Linked DNA regions of Xenopus tropicalis: region 2 is linked to region 1. A link is a contact called in public Hi-C data. All regions are on one chromosome and are shown on one strand. The core of a region is the stretch at or near the end of the contact, and the rest is flanking DNA. Distances in the headings are between cores, read along the strand shown.

Region 1 (4,885 bases), core at 2,039-4,538:
TAATATAAATCAGGATAAGGACATATCCATGTCATCAAGTCTGCAAGGCCAAGTGAATTCTAAACATTATGCTTTGATTTATCATTTAGATAATCACTCAGACGGCATTGGTCCTACAGCTGTTTAAATATTTTAACTTGAGATTAGCATTATGTACGGCTCTCAAAGGAAGCCCATAGTGACCACTGAGAACAGCTCACCATCGCTTTCATGCACATAAAAATACTAATCTATTTCCAGCAAGCATATTGGTTTGCTCATTTCTCCTACTTGCTGAATGCAGATTCAATGTTAAAAAAGGCCAAAGGTGGGTCCCAAAATATACAAATCATATACTTCTCTAAAGAAACGCAGCATACGTACAGGAAAATGTAAGGTCAGTTTTGTACCACTGCTTTAACCCATACAATTCAGTTGGTAACAATGCACTGCTAACCGCCCCTGCACAATGGGCTCCAGATAACAAAACAGTCACAACAAAAAGTAAAGGGGGCCTGTATACTAGTAATCAGATTATCTACCTTGCAAGGACCAAAATGGAGAAGCTCTTTTTACCCTCAAGAAATGACAAAAACATAGGTAATTTGTAATTAAACAACAGGAAAAAAGTATGTTTGGCACACACCCTGTTCATTGCAGTAATGTTGACGAAAAAGGTATGCTGTCCCTTTAGTTTAAAATATATTGAACATTCACTATGAATACAAGAGCAAAATATTTAGCCATCTCACAAAATCTTGAAGCAAAGACAAAAAATGTAAGATACCTTTAGTCCTTAAACTTTAAATATCTCGGGTTCTTATAGTTATTTAACAGAAGATCAGCAATGGATTTCAAGAGAGTGAGATGTATAAAACCTGTATGGATTAAGGAGAAGAACCTTTGTGCATTTATTGTTAATGGGCCCATCCAGTGTAAAAATCATGCATAGGAGAGTGTGCATTAGTTCCCAACTGTTGGGTTAATCTCCTGAAGAAAGACCATTCTTTTTCATACTGCGCTGCTACAGGAAATTCTTAAAGCTGCAGAAAAACTGCACGAAATGGATTAGAAGACTGTGAAAAGGGGATCAGAAATAAACTGCAGACATTATTCAGGTCTAGTTGAAGACAGACGGTCACATCAAAGTACAAGCTGTAAGACTGCTTGAAATCGGCTACAGATTTACCAATTTAGAGCAAAGGCAGTACATTATTTCTCTTCACCTGTTTTCCTGTCAAACCTTTTTTCATCAGTTCATTTTACACAGCTTATCTTTTGTCTGTTCGCCACAGTTCAAAGTTAGGCATAATACCAAACCATGCAAAAGCACATTGACTTCAAGCGCAACAAGAGTTAACCCTCACAAGAAGCAACACCTCAGGCTCTCTGTACAATTCCACTGGATATATGTACTATACCAGGGGTGAGCAAACTACGGCCCACGGGCCACGTCCAGCCCCTTGGTCTGTTTAATCCGGCCCGCCGACTCAGCAAGTCTCATCGTCTGGGACTGACTCTGGGACTGACTCTGGGACTGACTCTGGGACTGACTCTGGGACTGACTCTGGGACTGACTCTGGGACTGACTCTGGGACTGACTCTGGGACTGACTCTGGGACTGACTCTGGGACTGACTCTGGGACTGACTCTGGGACTGACTCTGGGACTGACTCTGGGACTGACTCTGGGACTGACTCTGGGACTGACTCTGGGACTGACTCTGGGACTGACGAGTGAAAACGGCGTAACACTGGCCCGGCCCGGCTGTCAATGTGGCCCCTGAGCGAAAAAATTTGCCCACCCCTGTACTATACCATTTATATTCATATTATGAAAAGGTTGAAGACCTTTAATTTAACTTTTAGTAGGATGTAGAGAATCCTATTCTGAGACAGTTTGTAATTGTTCTTTGTTTTGGGTTTTTTGTGCTTTTTGTAGTGTTTTGTTCTTTTGTTCAGTGGTTTTACAGTTGCTAGGGCCCAAGAGGAATATGAGTAGAGGAGGGCCTAAAAAGAAAGATAAGTGATAAAAGACAACAATAAAAATAAAATTGTAGAGCAATGTTTTTTTGGCTGTTGGATCAACCCTATCTAAAAGCTGGAAAGAGTCAGAAGAGGGAAATAATTACAAAAATATTTATATAAAAATAAAGAAAGACCAATTAAAACTTGCTAGGAATAGGCCATTATTTAACATACTAAAAGTGAGCCACCCCCTTTAACATTTATTTATAATACACATACATTCTTCAGGGCTGTAAATAGATGGGAATACATATCAAACATACAGATTTCATACAAATATTGACTGATACAGAGTTAAGGTGGACCTACTCAAAAGAGCCAAAAATCTAAAACAAAGAAGGGGGTATAAGACATGTTGCAGGGATTGGCAAAATCAAAAGTGATCAAAGTAATGGATGTGGCATTGCACTTGCAAGTGGCCGTGACAATACAGTATATAATGAAGGACAACTAGGGTGGATGGAAATAAGATAGAAAAAAAAATTATTTAAAGTCTGATGAAATATGGGAGGGATTACCAGAGAAGGAGCTCTACAGGATTCTTAAATGCATGTATGTAAAGAGGTAATGAGTATAAAGTTAGAAGCAGAAGTTCATAATGCAGTTTGGTAGGTACTTGGTAGGGAAGAGTTGGTCAGGGTAATTTGTTTGAATTGTATTCTAAAAGCTATTGGAAACCAGTGTTGAGACCTGAGGAATGGCAAGGCTAACAAAGAGTGGTTGCAAATACATGCTCAGATCTGGTCGGGCAGTTTGACAACCATATTGCTTGACTATCTGGGCAGGTATGGCCAATCATGCTAGCCCCAGACAAAACTTTAGTGTGTTGATTAAATTATACAGGGTGGGCCATCCATTCCCACCATATTAAGGTGTATCCATATAAATGGCCCACCCTGTATATTGTTTTATCATTTTTATTTGATCCTAGCACATCACTGACATTTTATTCAGTGAGCATAGTGATATAAATACGACCTCTATGACAATGTAAGAGGTTGGGCAAAGCATATGTAAGCATTCTGTTGGTAGCAGAGAGCTCCTGGAACACTCCAAACATAGATATAGGGATAAGCAGAAGCTGACAGCAGATAATGACCAATTGGCTGAACCTAATCTGCCCGCTTTACATACTTGCTCTAATACTGCACACCCCGCTTGATCTTTTGCTTTGATCTCTTTCTAAGGATTGCAAAAGAAATCAGGTGCTAGTGAGAAAAGGCCGGACCCTTGCATGCCTGGGGAGGAAGGCTACGCCACATAGTGAGCTGGGCTGAGGCAATTACAACTAACTTATCTCTTCAGTGTCAAGGATGCTAATATGCATGCAAAGGAGTGGGCATCATCCATCCTGGGAGATAAGATTTAATGAAAGCTTTTGTACAGTGTGACCCTTAAAGCAAACAAGGAAGTGACAGTAGATAAGCTTAGCAAGCACGTGAGACTTTCAGCCTGGAATTGCAATCTAGTGAAAGCAAACAGCAATGGGACACCTTCTCTGCAACATTTAACATCTCCATAACAAAACAAACAAGTACATTAGCTTTTTTTTACCCTGTCTGCTGTCAAAAAGCAGGTCATTTACACACAGAATGTGCTGTGTCCTTCTCCCTCTCAGCAAAACATTTATAGTACAGGGGAAAAAACAAATGTTATCATTAGATTTATAAGCTACTCTTTTAGGGCTTTGGCAGACGAGGAGACAAGTCGCCTGCGACAATCTCCCCGGAAGTTGCCTTGAGAGGAAAGTCCGCGATTTCGGGGAAATCGTGGCGCCGCGTATGCCATCCCACCGGCGATTTACATTTTCGTCAATGGCATTTTGGGGAGATTAGTCGCCCGCGACAAGGGAGATTTGTCGCGGGCGACAAATCATCTGGAAACCCATTATCCAAAAAGCTCCAAAAATTATCTCTCATAGTTTCCATTATGATCAAATAACTTTAAATTTTAAAAATGCTTCCTTTTTTCCCTTTAACAAAAATCAGTGCCTTGTACTTGATCTTAACTAATAAAAAAACCATCTTTACTGGAGGCAAAACAATACTATTGGGTTTAGGGTCAGACTGGGGTAAGGCCCACTTGCGCTGCTACCCCAGGAGCCCCAACCCCCTCTCCCCCACGTGCACACAAACCATATACTTACTTTGCCACTGTTGCAGGGGAGCAACAGGGAAGGGCAGGCGGGGATTGTGTTTGGGTCGGCAGAGCCCATCGGGTTTTTCCCATTGTCCCGCCAGCCTTGTCTGACCCTGATTGGGTTTAATTAAAGTTTAAATTATTATTTTTTTTTTAAGACTTAAGGTAGTGATCCACAACTAGTGGCGTATGAGCAACATGTTGCTCACCACCCCTCTATGGTTGCTCCCAGTGGCCCCAAAGTAGGTGCCCATTTTTAATTTCCTGGCTTGGAGGCAAGTTTTGGAAGCACAAACACATGGTTATACTCCAAGAACTGCCCACATCAGGCTATCAAACAGCCAATCACAGCCCTTATTTGGCATCCCCAAAGAACTTTATTTATGCTTGTGTGGCTCACCAACACTTTTTATATCTGCATGTGGCTCACAAGTAAAACAAAAAGTTGGACATCCGAATTATGGAAACACCCCTTATCAGGAAAATTCCAGGTCCCAAGAATTCTGGAAAACAGGTCCCATACTTGTACTTTTCTTACAAGAGATAATGACTCCAGAAAAAAACTGCTTAAGCTGCTTGCCTGCATCAATGACATTAAGCCTTAAGGAGATAACTATCTAATAACTAGATCCCTAACTAATCATCAATTATATGCACCATAATGTGCCATTAAAAATGATCCTCCCATGTGCCAAATAAATTGCTTTACATGTACCCCTGCTCACTGTGAAAAAAAATCC
Region 2 (4,810 bases), core at 1,206-3,705, 150 kb after region 1:
GTATAGTACACACACAATAAATACAGACAATTACGAAATCAACAATTGAAACGTAGTAAAGCCAACACAAAATATTTTTTCCCTGCCAAAGTGTGTTCCATTTATTTTCATTTTACCAGTTACAGCTGGCGTAATTACAAATGGCACTAATTTGCTTTAGACTTAAGGGACACTTTTCCTTATTAATATTTTAAAATACATTTGCATTAAATTCCTAATTTTCTGCCCCTTTCCTTATTTATTTTATAGGCAATTTTCAAGAGTAGTCTCTACATGAAAGCTAGTATTTATTGGCAAGGAAAACACTGTCTATAATGGGGAGGAGAAGCAAGTTAAAAATGAAATCGTTATAATGGGGTTTCTTAGAGCAGACAGGTTGGTTGGTGAAGGTGTCATGGGGCTAAAAGTTGTGTCTGGCACCCAGGAGGTTAAGTGGCACATGTATGAAAAGTCTAAATGTGTCTCCTTTCTATAAATATATAGGTGTAGAGAAGATGTTGTTTGCACTGTACAGGCTCCTTAGATCAACAAGAGTCCCAGGTTAATTGAATTAGCATGAATAAGCAATGTCTGCTCATCCCCATTCGCTTCTTTTATCTGCCACTTGCTCCTAATATACAGTCATGCACTAACACTTAATATTGTGTGTCTATATATATATATATATACCCTGACGAAGGTTCCAGTAAAGAACCGAAACGTAGGACAATAAACCTCACCTAGTTGCATTCAACCATATTGTCTGTGATACATCCTTGTGAGAATCCTGTGAGTGCCGACATTCATTCACTTATATATATATATATATATATATATATATATATATATATATATATATATATATATATATATATATATATATATATATGTATATTATATATATGTATATTATTTTGCATGAGATACTTTTCGCTGCTTTATGGCATCTCACGTCTTTACCACTTTCGCCCCCTCAGTAGCTGAGACCTGACCCTGCAGCGACTAAACTGCTTCTCTTGCAGCGACTAAACTGCTTCTCTTGCAGCGACTAAACTGCTTCTCTTGCAGCGACTAAACTGCTTCTCCTGCAGCGACTAAACTGCTTCTCCTGCAGCGACTAAACTGCTTCTCCTGCAGCGACTAAACTGCTTCTCTTGCAGCGACTAAACGGCTTCTCATACAAAGACTAAACTGCTTCTCATACAACAACTAAACTGCATCTCCTGCAGCGACTAAACAAGCCAGTGCCTCCCCAGCACCTCAATAAGCCCCACAAGTCAATACGGAGAGGCAGGGTATGGATACCCCTGTGAGGCAATGGTGGGCTCCGATTTCCGTAGCATCTGGGGGTCTAGCAAAGCCGGGTATTCATGTTTAGCGACTCACTCGCATGCAACTAAGCCGGCTGCTTTCTGTGCATTTTCTACTGTATTTTGCAGAATTCTCTCTAATAAGTCTATTATTACACCCTATGCCATGTTCCCTCACAGACACAAACTGACCGGCACATACACTGCACATTCGCCTGGACTTGCACACACACTAACACACACACACACACACTAACACACACACACACACACACACACACTAACACACACACACACACATACACTAACATACACACACACAAACACTAACATACACACACACTAACATACACACACACAAACACTAACATACACACACACTAACATACACACACACAAACACTAACATACACACACACTAACATACACACACACAAACACTAACATACACACACACTAACATACACATAGTTAAACACTCTAACGCACACACACTTACAAGCCTACAAATACACTCAGAGACACACACACACACACACACACACACACACACAGGAACACACATTCCCTCTTACCCGGATACACAAAGGTACACTATAACACACACACAAGCACCTACTGTTGCACACACACACGGTACAGATACACCTTTACACACACATTTACACCCTGGTCTCTCTGACACATACACAGGTACATTGTACACAAATATACACTTACTATTGTGCACCATAGACAAACACACACACTCTCATGCAGAGACTGAAAGCAAAGCTCCCTTGCAGAGGTGCCATTGGGAAGGAAGGCTGTAGAGGTACCTACCTACAGGAGGCTGATACCCAGGAGACGTGTTTAGTCCAATATGTCCACAACAGACCACCAATTTCTCTGCCTTTTCATTAGTTCCAAGCAATGGGCCCACCATGGAGAGTCAGAAAAGCTTCCATTCTCTTGGGCCAGTGGAAGGATTCATGCCGGTCGGTAGGTCGGGCTGAGTGGGTGCTGAGTGGGTGCAGGGGGAGCTTTACTGTAACAGTGAGAGATCAGTCCTGGGGTTACAGCTCTGTCCCTTTGGCTCTCACTTTCCCCTTTCCCTCTCTGCTGCTTCTCCCCTTACAAAGTTTAGTGCAACTCTGAGGGCAGCCTCTGAGATCCATCACATTTCAGCTCTCTGTGCCTTGGACTTTTAGCCACGCCTCCCCCTTGCCGCCCCTCCCACTCATGGGAACGTTCTACAGTTGCCTCTCGCTGTGGCCCCGCCCCCTCTCGCTGCGCCCTCTCTTCCCTGCGCTGAGTGTTTACTTGTGTTTGGATAGCAACTGAGTTTTAAAGGGGAAATTCTGCTTTCCGCACTACTCAACCTAAAGTGCCCTTTGCCTTTAGAAATCCACCTCCATAGTTTCTATATATACATAAAAGTCACATCTTTATACCACTAATATTTCCTGGGAGAAGCTATTTATACTTAAACGTAGAATAGACTTCATTTAGCCATGGGAGGCGGGAAGATGTGGAAATGCTTAGTCGGAATTATTATTTCAAAAAGTTTTCTTCATATTTTTGTAACAAGTCAAGCAACACTGCCCTTTTTTAATGAACATTTAATGAGACTAATTACAGAATAACTTTTGTTGTTGTTGCTAATCCTTGTTCAGTGGGTGTCCGTGTGTGTATCACACATAAGTGAATATAGCTGATTAAATGCAGAATTTCCCCTAGGAATGATCTCTTACATATCATTTATAAGGGGGTGTGGGAGCCCAGGGGTTTTTTAGAGACTGCACTTGTGCATAATCCCCACTAACATCATTAATCAGCATCTAACAGTTACATATGAGCTCTTAATAGAGAGTCGAAAAGTGATAAAACTGGTTAATGTCGTTCCCCAGATAATGCAATTAAATATATCATATTCTAACCAATGTAACCGCATCAAACTCGCACAGTAAAACCATATGTTTCCCCAGGATTCCTCAGCTTCTTGCATCTATGTCTGCAGCAGGTCAATTACTCTCTATAGATTTCAACAAAATTGTAATGTGTTCGCCTTTCCAACAATTACTGTGAAATTATAATGTGCATGTAATATAGTTGCACATTTTTCCCTAACCATGTAGAGATGTAGGAAACTGGAAAACGCTGTCGCAGAGTAACACAGCGACAAACACGCCACGCAGGTAAATATTTCGTATTATTACATATTGTATTTTGTTACAGACTTATAATTATGTACATGCTAACACACATACAGAATAATGGGTTCATGCATTTTTTATGGTTTTAGGAATCGAGATTTCATAGGAAATATTTGTAAATTGGATTATTTTCCAACAAAAACCACGAACATTGTTAATAAGGAGGCTACCAAACGAAGTTTTAAAAAACGCTATTGTTTTTTTATACTGGGTACATGTAATTTCCATTGGGCGTTTTTAATTATTGGCATTTTATTTCAATAATTTATTTTCCGCAAAATCTGCAGTAATGTTATAGTATATATTGGTGCAACCGTGTTGTGGCACAGAGATACTAAAAAATACACATTTGATTTAATGTAAACTGTGATTTGTAGGGGGACAATTGTGTTAGCCTTCTAATTTCTGTAAGGACTTGTTAGTGTAGTGTGAGAACTAATACGATGTATGTCCTCTGGGCTGGCAGAAAGGACTTTAATAACAGATCTCCAAATACAGATCAGCACCCAGAAATACAGTGGGGTTTAGCAAAGGATGGGGACAATTCCAGGGCACCCATTTTGCACATAATATTCATTGAACAGAGAATACTGCTTATATTGTGTTATCTGTGCGATGAAATCGCTTCTATAGATACATGCTCAGCTTATTAACCCGGGGGTATAGATCTCAGCTCAACATATTTCTTTACTTCTTTGCAGCAGCCTTATTTTCTAATTTGGCTGCACAGATTGGTATCCAGAGCCAAGTACCCCAGATACATTCCCCCCGGTTATATATAGTTATATGCAACTGTAAATGTGTGGGCGGCGTGTAAACACTTACAGAGGGTATATACATTGCAGAAAAAAATGTCATCGGTCCCAAATATTTGTGAAAAAGAATATGGTTATTTTATTCGAAACGTTATACATTTTGATGTAAAGATAAATTATTTTTTCAGAAATAATTTATCAGAAAAATATGTGTGTGTTCATATTAACTCTCTGGCTGCCGTTGCAGGGCAGGCTGGACTCGTTTCTAGCTCTGTTGCATTTCCTATTACATAATGTACAAGAATGTGCGTTCTCTCAGTAATTTAATCGGATGATTCTTCATAACCACAAGCCATATTAATTAAATGTTCCTTTTTCCTACAGCGACACTCAGCTATGAATGCAGCAGTTATAGTTTATGTCTATTCTCTAGTCTGGTGCTGCAGCGCTGAGTGGGACTGACTGGCCGCACCGTTGGCAGAGAGGGGGAATAGGAAGAGAATGAGAGAGGAAGAAGAGAAGCTGAGCTTGGAGATTTCATTAGGTTTCAAACTCAGCGATTAAACAAACG

The links. Hi-C and Micro-C count contacts between places; a contact is called where the count stands out from the background.
Region 2: a Hi-C map of neurula embryo shows a contact between it and region 1, with 2.1 times the contacts expected there. The contact joins the promoter of osr2 here to the enhancer-like site in region 1. A contact is called at or near these places in 2 of 5 Hi-C or Micro-C datasets (gastrula embryo and neurula embryo).

What each region holds. Positions count from the first base shown.
Region 1 is chr6:128,798,538-128,803,422 of UCB_Xtro_10.0, forward strand. The region is part of intron 16 of vps13b (vacuolar protein sorting-associated protein 13B); the gene reads right to left. Among named protein-coding and RNA genes, the nearest start is that of vps13b, 81 kb to the right of the region's middle. Within about 2 kb of position 3,289, at least 1 of the 11 cell types and tissues checked has an H3K27ac peak or open chromatin away from gene starts, as enhancers often do. A contact at or near this core is called in neurula embryo, where this site is marked.
Region 2 is chr6:128,946,050-128,950,859 of UCB_Xtro_10.0, forward strand. osr2 (protein odd-skipped-related 2) reads right to left here and starts at 2,456. Exons shown (of 4, transcript XM_004915139.3): 1 at 2,112-2,456.